Regions from separate parts of the Gossypium hirsutum genome. Here region 2 is linked to region 1. The links are chromatin contacts, called in public Hi-C maps. All regions are on one chromosome and are shown on one strand. Each heading gives the region's core, a stretch centred on a gene start, on an enhancer-like site or on the middle of the called end of the contact. The rest is flanking DNA. Distances are from core to core; before and after follow the strand shown. Region 1 holds the start of LOC107949772 (COBRA-like protein 4). Region 2 holds the start of LOC107949766 (rhamnogalacturonan I rhamnosyltransferase 1).

The links. A called contact is a pair of places that touch in the nucleus more often than the background predicts.
Region 2: a Hi-C map of leaf shows a contact between it and region 1, with 2.9 times the contacts expected there. The contact joins the promoter of LOC107949766 here to the promoter of LOC107949772 in region 1. A contact is called at or near these places in 5 of 34 Hi-C or Micro-C datasets (leaf, petal and seedling).

What each region holds. Positions count from the first base shown.
Region 1 is chrD03:39,300,009-39,307,466 of Gossypium_hirsutum_v2.1, forward strand. LOC107949772 (COBRA-like protein 4) reads right to left here and starts at 3,822. Exons shown (of 6, transcript XM_016884525.2): 1 at 3,562-3,822; 2 at 3,397-3,476; 3 at 2,229-2,685; 4 at 2,003-2,150; 5 at 1,627-1,907; 6 at 956-1,548. The coding sequence starts at 3,631. The coding sequence ends at 1,256. LOC107949771 (squamosa promoter-binding-like protein 6) reads right to left here. Exons shown (of 3, transcript NM_001327562.1): 3 at 5,451-6,247. The coding sequence ends at 5,472.
Region 2 is chrD03:39,641,566-39,649,023 of Gossypium_hirsutum_v2.1, forward strand. It overlaps LOC107949766 (rhamnogalacturonan I rhamnosyltransferase 1), which reads left to right and starts at 3,714. Exons shown (of 9, transcript XM_016884516.2): 1 at 3,714-3,787; 2 at 3,864-4,609; 3 at 5,143-5,210; 4 at 5,401-5,489; 5 at 5,643-5,808; 6 at 5,973-6,262; 7 at 6,349-6,553; 8 at 6,647-6,804; 9 at 7,245-7,458. The coding sequence starts at 4,426.

The DNA.
Region 1 (7,458 bases), core at 2,572-5,071:
TAGTTTCGAAATGAAAAAAAAATTACATAAAATTTTTAATGCAAAATTTTTCATTCAAAAGCTAACAAAATTAATAACCTAACAAAATAACTTTCAAACAATAAAATTACTAACAAGACTCTACATTCTATTTAAAAAGAAATAAACCAAAATACCTTATCCTTCTTCTTGCTTTCCTTTCTTTTTTTCTTCTCCCTATCTTCCTATTTCCGTTCTGCTAAATTTTGTGTATGTTCCTCTGTTAAAATTTATGTCTGTGCTCATTTGATTTTCGGGGGTATATATAGGGAAAAAAATAAGCAGCAGCTAGTCGCGCCTGTCAGATAGGCTACACCATTGGCGCCTCCGAGATAGGCGCAACTAGTCGCGCCTCGTATCTATACCCGGGTCATATACTGATCCGGGAAAAAATTAATAATATTTTATTAAAAAAAATTAATATAAAAAAATTATTGGCGCCTATAGGTGCCATTAAAAAAAATATACCATTTCGATAATTAATCTATCTGACAACCTATTTCAGTATTTAATTTTTTTAATTTATTCGGTAAAAAACCCGAAATATAACACTTAAAAGTTTTTTAAATAAGAATTTATCTGTAAAAAATTCTATGCAAACTCGAGCAAAAAAAAAAAAATTTGCATAGGATAGGCTCATCGTATTTCATTTCTTGTACCTAAAGTAGCAAAATTAAATTGTAATTCAAAAGAAAAAGTTAAAATACAATTTTATTGTTGTATTAATCCATAACTTTAAAGAGACCAAATCCCAGTTTTACTATTTTCAGGCTAAAGCTTCTCTCTGCCTATTTGAGAAAGAAAATTATTTTTCTTAAGGATTTGTCCTGATTGGGACTTTGTATAAATAATTTAAAATTCAAGCAGGCTAGATTATAATTATTATTTTAATAAAAAATTAAATTAAATTTAGTTATCAATATATCAATATCAATGTAAAAAAAAAAAATTCACTATATTTTATTATTTTTAAATAAAACATATTTACGGATCAACCTATAATTTGGACCAGCTTAACTAAAAATCCAGACTGAAACCCGGCCCGAGCCACTAATGATAAGACCTTGGAAAAACCCAGATTCATTATTGGCTTTCTCTGCAAAATCATTCATGTCACACTTTTTTTCATCTACCCCCTACTGCTTCAACTTCATCCACATGGCTGCCTGTCAATGGCTTACTTTCTTAAAGGTTTGGTTTCTTTCATCTTTTCCCTGCTTTCATTCACTCAGTCACTTCAAATCATCCCCAAAAGATTAGCGAAAACCAAAAGCAAAAAGGAAGCCATTGTCGATACTGAAATCAGCTTTGAATTTGCAGAGTTTGGTAGATAAGGATATTCCTCTGGACCTGGCATGGCGCATTCATCGCCATTGAAGTATATTTTCCTAGGGAAAGCCCAACCTTGCTTGAACGTAAATGTACTCATGTCTTTCCTAAGAATCAATTCTGATTGGACGTTTCCATCAGCTCCGGCTTCCTTTAATACGTCATTGTAGAACTTCAAGCCATAGAACATACCAGTGTCATCTGCATGTTCAAAGTTAGTCCATGGTTAGCCCACTTGTCGACTGCCTAGGGAAATTCAAATCAAAGACAAGGACTTACTTGTGTATTTGTAAGGAAGGAGGGGTTTATATTCGAAACTGAAAACTTGGGTGATGTTGTCGAGGTTAGGATGTTGAGCCACAAGTGTCCACTGCGTGTAGTTCATGGCGTAGTTGAAATTAGTGACCGTCATCTTCACTCGCCAATACTCCTTGTAATTCAGCTTCACATGCCAATGCACTCGGATGGGGCACATATGGTTGGTACACCTTATCATCGCATTCGAATTTCTACTCCTTGTTCTGTTCTTGCCAACTACACTTTCTATCTCTGCATCACCCCTGCAATTTGTAGACTAATGTCATTAGGGATGATGATATATAGTGAAATCCCATAGTTAAAAACATTTTCGTGTGGGATCAGAAAGAAGGTTTACGAGATGCAATTATTGTTGTTTTGACAGCCACAAGAACATGATGGACAAGGTGTGATTGTGGAGTTGTAAAATGAAGACATCGAGACACAACAACTCGGATATCGTGATGCCAGAATCTGATTATACGTGCATGTCACATTCCATGTCACTGCAGCACAAATTACAACACATAACTTATGTCGGGTGTAAGTATATCTGTTTTAAGTGCAAATTATCAAAAACTTACTCAATGCTTGAGTTTTTCGTCGACCATCAGGGGTGAGGAAAACAGTGGACGGCACCTTTTTAGCTCCGCTGCATGTGTAACCCAGACCAGGACCAAGCAAAGTGAAGTTCAACGGCAGGTTCACTGTTTTATTGGAAGTCCCGGCACGGCCAACACTCACCTGAAAGGACGAAACCGCGGTGGAGGAGTCTTGGCCCCATGACGACACGACGCCACCTTTGCAACAATTGGCTATCTGTTGGTTGTATGGGACGCCGGGGAGCAAGTCCACAACTGTGGGGTTTTTCTTACAGCAGTGTGGGACGTTTCCTTTGAACTTTGAACAATCTCCTTGTTCAGTGGCTTGGGCTCCCACCATTGACCAGATCACTTCTTTCTTAGCCCAAACCCAGCCTAGGGTCCAGCCAGGGCTCATTATGTGCCGATACATTTGGAAGTTGGTCATTGTTACAACTGCCTGCATACCAGATATGATATATAAGCTTGCATTTCTATTTCTTCAACTATCCCACACTCAAAAGTTATATTTACTATAAAAATGAATATTGAAAATTTTAGTATGGGATCTTATATCCAAACCAAATTTGAGTAACATAAGTGAAAAGCATTGTTTATGGTATAAAGAAAGTTTGGAACCTACCTTTTAAAAATGATTACATGAACAGTCTAATTTAAGTTTGAGTTTAATAAAAGAAACTTTATAATTACTAAATCGAAGTAATATTTGCATATGGGTATTAGGATATTGACCTGGATCGAAGCTAGAAGTTCGGTATTGTGGGGTTAAAATAAAATTTTAAAAGTTTGGAGTCAAAGGATGAAATTGATTAAAAAAAGTTAAATTGAATATTCTATAATTAGACTGGATTAAAATTGTTATTACTCTGGATTAAGCCCCTGCCAACCCTTAGCTTGGCTCTTATTTTAGGTAACTTTCAATTATAAGAAACAACTTGAAAAAGTTTTAATATATTAGTGATGGATACATATCAACATTTAACATTTGATCCATATAAATGGAAATCATTGTTTTTGGTATAAAGGAAGTCGTAATTTTGACCAAATTTATTAAAAATTTATCTTTTAAGGTGACTACGTGAACCAATTAATTAATCTTGAGTTTAATGAAAAAATATGAGTATAATAAGTGAAATGAAGTTATACTTACAACGTAACCATCCGGAGTCCAGGACATAACGTCCCATTTAATTGTTATATTTCCGTTAGGATCTAACGGATCATATGCTCCTACAACAAAAGTAGAAAAGGGAAAGGAAATTATTAGCAAGAAAACTTAATTAACTAAAACACGAATATGATTGTAGCAACTGACCTGCTTGAGAAATGATTATAGCAAAGAAAGCAACCATTGGCAGGGGGTAGGCAAATTTGTAGAACATCATTGTGCAATATCAAGAGGTAGTACGCCTTCTGTCTGTAAACAATGATACTCCTATGGGTTTATATCTATTCCCCCAACAAACAAGAATTGTTTATGACAGCCTCAACTACTGGTTTTGTTGTATATATGTGTGAGTATGACTTGGAACTTTTTTCAGACATATTCTGAGCACAATCTTCTAACTGCCGATATTCGTCAAATACAGAAACATCTTAAACTCGATTTAATCACCTACCAAACAAATGATTTCCATTTAAAATTAATTAAATTAATTAAATTGGTGGGTGTGTGAGAGCTTGCAGTTATTGAAGTCAACTCACCTAGTGATAATGACTACTCAACTGTTTCACAATTAATAATATAATAACGATAGATTGTAAAAGGGATAGGGAAATGGCAACAACAAAATTTTTAGTTTTGAATATGCAACATATGTGATAGTTTAAATGGAATAAGTGAGTTATTCAGACAAGGATTTTCCAACTTCCCATTTTGTTTTGTGTTTTAATATGGATGTTAGATGAAAGCTTTGCTTATGCTACCTCTGTTTAAAAAAAAAAGAAGTAAAATCAGCTTTGAGATTTTATGCTAACATGACCTGCCAAGTTTCCCAGTATAATTAATTATGGCATAAAACAACAAATTGTTACTACGAGTTTAGTGAGTAATTGATGTACATGACGCAGCGGGAACTTCCTAGCTTTGGGGTAATTTACCCAATTTATCCATTAACCATACACCAACTTTTTCTCTAACCATCACCATTACTTATTAAATTATGGGTAAATTTTTGTTTTTATAACTTAGTTAAAAAAGTTACAATTTGATTATTGAGCTATTCAAAAAATTTGTATTTAAGTCATTGGGATATTAAAATCAATGTTATCCCATTACCTGCACCGATTAAAAGCTTTCTGACATTTTCTCTTCTATATTTCACATTTTTTTTTATGAAATAGCTTTAAACATCATAAATCTGTGAATCAAAATTCAAATGAATTTATTCTCTGAAAATAGTTGTTAGATCACTTAGATCTAAAATATATTCTCTTACTCATCGATGGATATTGATCTACCATACTGGCCATCGAATAATCGCTTGGAGCTCACTGGTGATTAAAAAAAGAAAAATTCAACAACTCAATTGACTTAAATAAAAACTTTGAATAATTTAATAACTTAAATGAAAACTTTCAAATAGTTCAAAGATTAAATTGTAACTTTTTTAATTAACTAACCAAAATTAAACTTACCCATAGTTTAATGACTAATAGTGTAATTTACCCTAAAATTTAAGCAGTTTAGTAAGATTTATATCACAAGCTCATATAAAACTTGTTTGATAATTTTGCTTTAGTTATGCATCTAAATAGCGAGTGTCGAATATTAAACTTGATTTGATGAACGTTGCAAACAGAAATGTTGATAATTTTGTTCATCAAAACATTTTTAATTCGAGAAATGTTGATAATTTTGTTCATCAAAACATTTTTAATTCGAGAAGCATAATCAAACAATTTTTTTTTTCGATTACAAAATAACTTGTAAAAGTCTAGGTGAAACTTAACCGAGGGGTGGGGTGGGGAATCCTGTTAGCAGCTGCTGAACTTTCTCATCATGCTTCCATCTATGTTACTCCGACTATTCGGACATCTCGAGAACTGTGCAGCTTTCAGCAACATTGAACTTGTCTTCCATTGCAAGTCCAATCATTTAGTTCCAGGCCAGCAAATTCAGAGAATGGAAGAATGTTAGATAAACAAAACACTTGGTTCAAATGTCAAAGATATATGATCATAATGTCATTCAACTCGAGCATCTTTACTTACCTTAATCTGTACTTAAACGATTCGTAGGCAGGTCTCATTTTCATTGTCTTCTTGCATAGATTGTCTTTGATGTTCCACTCGCTGAAGCTGCGATGAAAGCTGAAGCAAGTTGATCGTCGGTCCATCTTTGCATGATAGTCCATCAGTGATATTGAAGTTGGCAGCTTCACTACTATCAGATATCAGTATAGCACTCATGTTACTGCCTTCGGTTGAATTGATCCCTGATGAAGAGATCATATTCGACACTCTGTCGAGCTTTTCCGAGACTTGAGTCATGTGATGGTTATGGTAGCCTGGAATAACCAGGGAACGGGCCATGGGAATTCCTGATGAGTGGCTTGAAGAGCTGTGTGATTGAGATGACAGAAGAGAGAGAGCACAAACAGAATCCGAAATCCCAGATAATCCCTGAATGCTCAATGCTGCATCGAAAACATTGATGTCTTCACTTGCTGACGAGGAGGTGCCTTGGAACAAAGGCCGTGATCCGGAATAAGTCCCATCAAAACCATGAGGACATCGTGCATTGTTCTCACCTAAAATGCCTCCAGTGACTGCACTAGGTCCATTATGGAAATAGGGAAAATGTTTCTCAAAATGCCCCCCGTTCTTGACAGGTATGGCAGAAAGAGGGCTAAAATCCGTCCCATCTTCAACTTTTATCCGTTTGCCCCATTCGTTTGTTACATATTTCTCAGGATGCAAAAGGCCACTAGTTCGAACATTTTGGCAAATAAAGGATGTATTTGTCAGCATAGTCCCTTGAAATCTGCCACCAGCGAAGCCTGCGCAATGTTGGGAGCATTTACAAGATGTAAAACATAAAAGTCACGGATATTTATGAATATTACTAAAGTAAACTTAGTTGCTTTTTTTAAACTTTTGGCGCCTCTGACTTCTTGTCTTACCTGCAAGGCAACCATAACTTTTGATTTTTCATTTTTCGTGTTCACCTATGTCTAACACATATTTGGACATGATTGTGGTGATATAACCCTCCAAATACATGGAAAATTTTAGAAAAGTTGAACATATAGGTGTAGGACACATGCAAATTTGACACTCACAGCGATGTAGGGAGGGTGGTAGGCTGAGGTCCCGCCTCCCATCTTCTTCATGTTTTCTTCAATTTTTGTTTTTTATAATTTAGTATTTTTATACTTTAGAAAAGGTAAAAAAAAAAAATATTTTGACCCCCCCAAAAATTATAATTATAATTATAATTTGATTTCTTTTCTTTTTATCTCAACCAGCCCAATTTAAAATTCTTGACTTCGTTCCAAGACACTCTAACCTGAGTCCGAGTATCATAGACTACATGAATACTGCTTAGTGTTTTAAAGTGATATGTCTAGCTAATATGGCTAATCTCTAAACTACCAGTAAAAGTAAACTCTAGAACCATAAATTCTGACAAGCTATGAAAGGTAATGTCAAGCAATCTCAGACCATTAAAACTGTCAAATGTCAATACATGTTAATCATCATATGGCTTGTACAAAAGGAATCAGTGAAACAGAATTAGAATGAAGCTTATAAAGCTAAAGCACAACTTCTTTGCATCTTTATGCACCTCTGTATTATCATGAAACAGAAGGTCAACGCAGCTACCATGTCATCACATATATCATCCTCCTACTAACTGACTATGTATTCGGACTAGGACGTGGGTATCAGAGACATGTATGTGTTTAATAGGAATATGTTCTATATTTTTCTAAGACTTTATTTGGAGGGTCCTTGGACGGCCATATCTCCAAAAATGTGTCAGACACAGATGACAGACAAGGGTACTTCAAGTAAAATGAAGAGTCGGAACAACATAGGCTGTGGAAATGTGCCAATCTAGTTGCAAATTATTCAAGCTAACATTTGAGTCTGCGCATGCATGATTGAACTCAAGCTTGACCCTGAGCTTGAGTTTGAATGGATTCACATTGCAAGATCTGAGCTGAACTTAAGCTTTGAAAATCTTTCAAAGTGATCTTAATCCTCA
Region 2 (7,458 bases), core at 2,464-4,963, 340 kb after region 1:
TGAGAAATATGACTTGCAACTGTGGGACGTTTGACGCACTTCGTTACCTATGCGCTCATGCAATTGCAGCTTGTCAGAATCTCCATTTGGATCCCATGAAATATGTCGACGAAGTATGCAAAATAGAATACATGTACAATGTGTGAAGACATGTATTCCCATCGGTCCCAGATGAACGTAAGTGGTCGTCTGTACCGCTTGCTCCGTTTAAGTTGTTATTGGATAGAGAATTGCATCGCAAACCAAAAGGTTGACCTTGCTCGAGTAGAATATGTAATAATATGGATATCCGGAAAAGAACGAACCAACAGAAGTTGTGCGGATGATGTAGGAACCCAGGTCATACAATTCGATTATGTCCAAACCGAAATAGTTGATAATTGCTATAATGAAACTATGTTGCATTATTTCTATTGCCTTATTCAAAAGAACTTCTATTTTATTAAAAATATAAAAATAATTTACTATTAAAATAGTAAAAAAATTTATTTTATTAAATGAAACAATATAAAAACAGTTTGTACAAATATATTAAAAAAATCAATATATTGACCGGTCGAAATCAGTGTCACATAGGGGTGGTCGACGATTACGCATTGGATTCCTCCTTGGTTTAGCTTCCGGTGGGGGTTGTGGTTACTTCGGTTGTGGGTGTTAGGAGGATGACCCACCTTGATAGAATAAAAAATGTAGAGGTGTTTGTATCACCCATGGCGGAGGTGTTTGAATCCCATAAGGCGATGGGGATTAGTAATGAGATGAGTTCCCCCAACGGTGCCTCGTGCGATCCATCTGGCGATGATGGCCTATATATCGTCGGTTGAGTCGGAGTCATCGGGAAAGAAGATGTACCGGGCCATGCATTCTAACCTGGCATAGGACTGGGAAAAGAAAACATATAAGGGTTAGGATACATATAAAGGCTAGGATATGCACCTGACATAATTTGAAGGGGCTGTGGTGTGGGTGTTGTCGGTTGAGGTGTTGGGCCCGGTGATTGTGTGGGCGCTGTTGATGGGTCCGTGCCGTTATCCCTTCTCCTTGAATTTAAAGGGCCCCTTCGTTCCCTTTCGACACGGATTTGTCGATGCCTCTACTTTTTCGATAGCAAATATGGCTTGCCAGGAATCCTAAACTATGGCATGTAATCCGGTGCACACGCTAACTCTAGAATGATGATCGGTTCGTGAGTAGGTATATGATCATACCAATTTTCCCAAATTTCGATATATTTCGAGAAAAATACCAGTCAATTCGTATTTGTTTGCCGTAAGTCGATTTTGTGCTCTTTATCGAGCACCTCAGGTGCCTCGAGAATCAGTTGTCAGAATCCAAATTATCGTAACACTCTATTCGTCTGGTGCATCTCGACAGTAACATAGTTGACCAATGGGACCTTAACATGACAAATGTTTGAATTTTGAAAGAATTCATCCAAAATTGCTGCTCAAATTGTCGGATCCTCGTATGGTGTCCATTGAAACTACATGAACGTGATAAAAATATTAGTTATATACATAATACTAAATACTAAATATGAAACAACTATTATATATATTATTTAATACTTACTTGCGCTTCCGACCGTTGGTCTAATAGAAGTCGTATATATTTAAGAGCGGTAGGTATTCCAACATAACTCGTCGGATGGTTCCACCTAATTAAATAAATTTTTAGCATACAATTTTATTTTAAATCTATGTAATAATTGTAAAATCAAATAAAAAATTTACCTCGTTATAAGTGGGAATGTATATGGGTGGTTCACTCGAGGATGTAAAAATGGAAAACTAAACAGAGCCCATGATTGTAGTAGTGATAGACAACCTCCGACTTTGGCTTTATTTGGTGGCGTCGCCCCACACATCTCCCAGTACAATGTTGCCAACACGGCAGACCCCAAACTAAATTTGTCAGCTACTCTAAAATCAACGAGTTTTAGCAGCCACCTCAGATGTACGAGGTTTCCTGACAAGTCTGGCATCAAATAACCTCTAATCATCTCAAGGATGTATGCCCGAGCATATCATATTCTTTCTACTTTAGTCGAATCATTCCTCGACTCCAGGAATGTGTCTTGTAACCAGCTCATCTCGATCCGACCTCCGTAAATATTATCTGGAATCACATAAAAAAGATCGTAACATATGGCTCCCCAATCAGTAGATTGAACGAACCCGGTGAGTACAGAACCATCCACCGGCAATCCTAATTGTAACTGCATGTCCTCCAAAGTAATAGTACACTCTCCGCATGGAAGATGGAATGTGTGCGTCTCAGGTCTATACCTCTCTATTAACACGCTGATGAGTTGCTGGTCCAACTTGCATCCCCGGCCTATAGTGGCCACGTGCCAAAAACTCGCTCCCTTCAAGTAATTTTCTATCAACGGTGATGGAGGACCAGACATATTACGAATATAACATTGTAACACCATATCTACAGATTGTTATAAAAAATTATAAAATACAAATTAATTAAAATTACATAAATGAAAAAATATTAAAAAATATTAAAAAATTAAAATTAACCCTTACCATTTTCATTTGTTCGACGAAGATATGTTTATGATCGAGACGAATTAATTCCCCGTCCATTGCTAACACGATCAAATATTTTTGAAATTATAAAAAATAATACTAATTTAGAAAAAAATTAAAAGGAAATAATTAATTAAAGAGAGCTTTGAGAAATTTAAGGAGAAATTTGAGAGTTTTGAGAAATTTAGGGAGAGGTTTGAGAGTTTTTTGTCAAAATTTGAAGAAATATTGTGTGAAATAATAGGAGAGGGGGTTTTTATACTCTTTTTTTTTACTGTTGGACCTCTCAATGTCAAAAAATAAAATAGCTATTGGGGAAAAAAACACAGAGCAAAACGCGCACTTGAGGGAGCGATTTTGCCATGTCAACAAAGCGCATCCACGTCAGCGCGTTTTGTGCTAACATAGTAAAATCCCTTTCCCAGGGGCGCGTTTTGCTAAATTTCACCCTAAAATGCTCCTACGTGAATGCGTTTTGTCAAAATTGACCTTTTTCGATAAATAATGCAAAAATTGACCCATTTTTATAAATATACTTAAAAATGGACATTTATAAGTAAATTAATCAAAATTATGTGTGAATGTATCTAAATAAAAATAAAATGTAAGAAAAGACAGTGATGTTTTATACATGATTACACCCTCATTTGTAATATTATCTTTACTAAATAAATAATAGTTGGTGTTTGATTATTTTGAAAAGGATAATTCGAGTCTTTATTTATTGAAATACTAATACATAGCGTCAATATAATTACTTTTTTGGTCCTTTTGCTTTGATACACAATTCTGTTAATTACAAACAAAATTTCTTATTATTTTGTTTCACGGAAAAAGAATTAAATGCTGAAAATATTAATTAAATGAATTACTTTTTTTAAAGAAATCTTTGAACAAATTGGATAATTGTCGCGGTATATTCGCACCTATAGAAATTCTCGCGATATATTGTCGGCGTATCGGCAGCTGTTTTAATGCCCATTACAAATCTAACGGCGACGGATGAACTCCAATTCCTGAGACGTGGACACCTGTAGTTTTTACAAACGCAGTTGAAAGCAGCCACGTAGGGTAAATGTTGGGCCCATTCAGACATAAACTGAGGTGGCAGGTATTTATTGGTTAAAAAGGAGTTAACCATGGACTGTGGTCGACAACTAACACTAGTCAACAAATCCTTTTAGATTCAAGAAAACTATGGTTAAAAAAGTGTACCCCAAGCCCAACGGTGTACGGCTCACATCCCGGTTTTTCTCTCTCTCGATCGCATTGTAATCTGCACTATATTCTCATTTCTAATTTTATTCTTCTTTCTCTATACAGATTTCTCTATATTTTCTCGATTCGCTTATACTTGAAGACAGGCAGGGGTTTCAACGGCCATTCCACGACAATTTTCGCCGGAAAAGTGATTAGATCGCCGAGGAAGAGAAGGATTTTTTTTTGTTTCGGGAAAATACTGTTTAATATTCGATTGGAATTGGTTGAGTTGTTAAGAGTTTCATTTGGGAAGAGGAGGAAAAAATTTGGATCTCTTTGATTGATTTTGAATTATTTTGTTGTTGTTGATGTTGTTTTGGAAGTTAACGGATCTCGAAAATTTTCGGAAAATAGAAAGAAAAGAAAGGAAAAGGTTTTTGTTAAATTAGATGCAGATTTTCTGAAAATCGACCTACATTGATCGAATCTGACAGGAAGAAGACGGTGGCGTATCGGGGGGGGGGAGATGAGGAGGGTGGAAATCGGGGTTATTGCTGGAAATGTGCAGTATTGAAGGGAAGGGGAAAGGGAAAATGAGAGGGATAAGAATGGGGGCAACGAAAGGGGAGGTGGCGGCGGAGGGGAGAGAGTTGAGAAGTTGAAGAGCTCGAGAACGAAGCTGTGGATGATACGCGCCACCACATCGGTGTTGCTTTGGACTTGCATCGTACAATTAACGGCCTTGGGGGATACTTGGGGTCCACATCTCCTTAAAGGTTGGCCTTCCTGTTTTTCTTACCAGGATTCTTCCGTTTCCGTTGTTGAAGATAAGGTTCCCTCCGTTCCTGCCCGTGTTCTTCCTCCCAAAAGTAAGATTTTCCACCTTTTTTTTTGTTCTTTTTTTTTTACTGAAATTTCTGCTGATTTTGATGTAGTTATTCTTTATTAGGCCTTTTTTGGGGTTAAATCGGAGAAAAATTTTGAGCTAGTCTTTAATGGAAAAGAAGGAATGGGTTTATCCTTTTTATCCTTATCCGCATTCCTATTTGAGGAGAAGAAAATGATAGATTTCTTGGGGATTTCTATGCGCTTTCATTGAAGCTTTCCTTTTATATAGTCATACGGATTGAACTTGTATCAATTTAATGGTTCCAATGTTCGTATCTTATGTCTTAGTTTTGTGGAATTCTATCCTTTTCTTGTTGTGGCATATGTTTGTTTGAAATTTGAGATCGTTTATCTCTTGAATTTTTCATATATGTGCTTTTATTTTAATATATTGTTACTTTTGCTTCCATTTTCTTTCCATTTCAGTTTTAGGGATCGGTGGCGACTTGCTATATATGTTCTGGTTATGGAATTTTAAACTCGAAATTGATATGATGTTTTGTTGTTACTATAGGGGTATATAAGAACAATGGTTACTTGATGGTTTCTTGCAATGGAGGTCTCAATCAAATGCGAGCAGCAGTGAGTGCTTTAGCAAAGAACTCTAAACGCATTTCTTGTTCCATTCCTTTTCTTTCTTTTTTATTTCTTTTCAACATTTTTCTAGATTGTGTATGCTAATGGGTTGTTTTTACTTCAAATCTATACGGAAACTGATGCTGTATTCTTTTCTTTTCTTTTTTTTTTTTGGGGGGGGGGGTTTGCTTAACAGATTTGTGACATGGTTACCATTGCAAGATATTTGAATGTCACACTTATAGTCCCGGAGCTGGATAAAACATCTTTCTGGTCAGATCCCAGGTGTGTTAAATAAGCTTTGCTCATATGATTGAAGCCATTAGATATTGTGCATGTATGGATTTGGAAAGGATGTTTAAAATATATTACTGGTAGTTTTCAACTGAGTTTATTTTTCCCACTTATCTCTAAATATGCATTTACCTTTTATGGCAGTGAATTTCAAGATATATTTGATGTGGATCATTTCATTATGTCATTGAGAGATGAGGTCCGTATATTGAAGGAGTTGCCTCCTAGGCTTAAGAGGAGAGTAGAAATAGGGATGGTGTATTCTATGCCACCAATTAGTTGGTCGGATATATCCTACTACCATAACCAGGTTAATTCCTTGTCATTACCTTTCGACCTAGACCTATTTAGGTTTTACTATAATTTAGCTTGGTTCATTCTTCATTTTTTAAAATGTTTTTTATGCTTCCTCGGTTCTTTTCCTTCCTCCAAGACTCATCTTAAAGTAGTATGTTTGATCTCTATTTCATGCAGATTCTTCCTCTGATAAAGAAGTATAAAGTTGTACATTTGAATAAAACTGATACTCGACTTGCCAACAATGGGCAGCCTTTAGAAATTCAGAAGCTGCGATGTCGTGTAAATTTTAGTGCTTTGAGATTCACTTCCCAGATAGAGGAGTTGGGGAAACGAGTTGTTAAGCTTCTGAGGCAAAATGGTCCTTTTATTGTACTTCACCTTAGATATGAAATGGACATGTTAGCATTTTCTGGCTGTACCCAAGGTTGCAACAGTGAGGAGGTGGAGGAGTTGACAAGAATGAGGTGAGCCATACAAGATGTTGAACAATTTATTGATCAGCTGCCCTAAATTTCAAACTTTAATCTAATTGTCACAACCATGTTGCTAGATATGCTTATCCATGGTGGAAAGAAAAAATAATAAACTCTGACCTGAAAAGGAAAGATGGTTTCTGCCCTTTGACGCCTGAGGAAACTGCCCTTATTTTGAGGGCATTGGACATAGATAACAGTTACCAAATCTATATTGCAGCCGGTGAAATATATGGCGGACAAAGGAGAATGGCTACTCTTGCTGCAGCTTATCCAAAATTGGTAAGTAGGTAGAAGCTCAGCAAACATAATGTAATAAGTTTTGAAGTTTGTTTCTCCGGTATCAATGAATGTCCATTTTCTTTGTTGAAACAGGTTAGAAAGGAGACTCTATTGGAGCCATCAGACCTTGGGTTCTTTCAAAACCATTCATCCCAGATGGCCGCGTTAGATTACCTTGTTTCATTGGAGAGTGATATTTTTATTCCTACATATGACGGAAACATGGCTAAGGTAGTTGAAGGCCACCGCAGGTACTGTTCTATATACAGTTGGCTCTTAATAAGTTCAGAAAGGTTTCCTGCAATTGTTAAATGATTCAATGGCCCTTTTTCCTTTAGATGAGATGAATAATTTTGGAATTTCAAGTTCACTAACATTTTAACATCCCCATTTTTATTTCCAGTATTAAGAATAGTTTTCCAATCTTGTAATAGTTTGTTTATTTCTAGCTGTGAAATCATTTCCAACCTCTTTCCTTCTTCGTTTTCCAAACATTTTTCTTATACTCAGGAATCTGATTATTTTTGTTTCCAATGTATGCAACATGAACTAAGGACTGTTTCAGCCACTCTTTCTTGAGGGTGCCTTTTACAATGTTTCCTCCCTTAGTGATAGTAGTATTTTTTTCTTGTTTTTCATAGTTAAAGCTATTTGTCATTAGTGTAACATGTAGTGTTGAATGTTCCTTCAGATTTCTGGGGTTCAAGCAGACAATTTTATTGGAGAGAAGGCTTTTGGTTGATCTGATTGACCAGTACAATAGTGGAACTCTGAGTTGGTATGAGTTCTCAGATGCTGTGAACGAATCTCATGAAAGTCGCAAGGGGCAACCAACTCAGAGGTTGGTGATTCCTGACAGGCCTAAGGAAGAGGATTACTTCTATGCGAATCCAGAAGAATGCTTG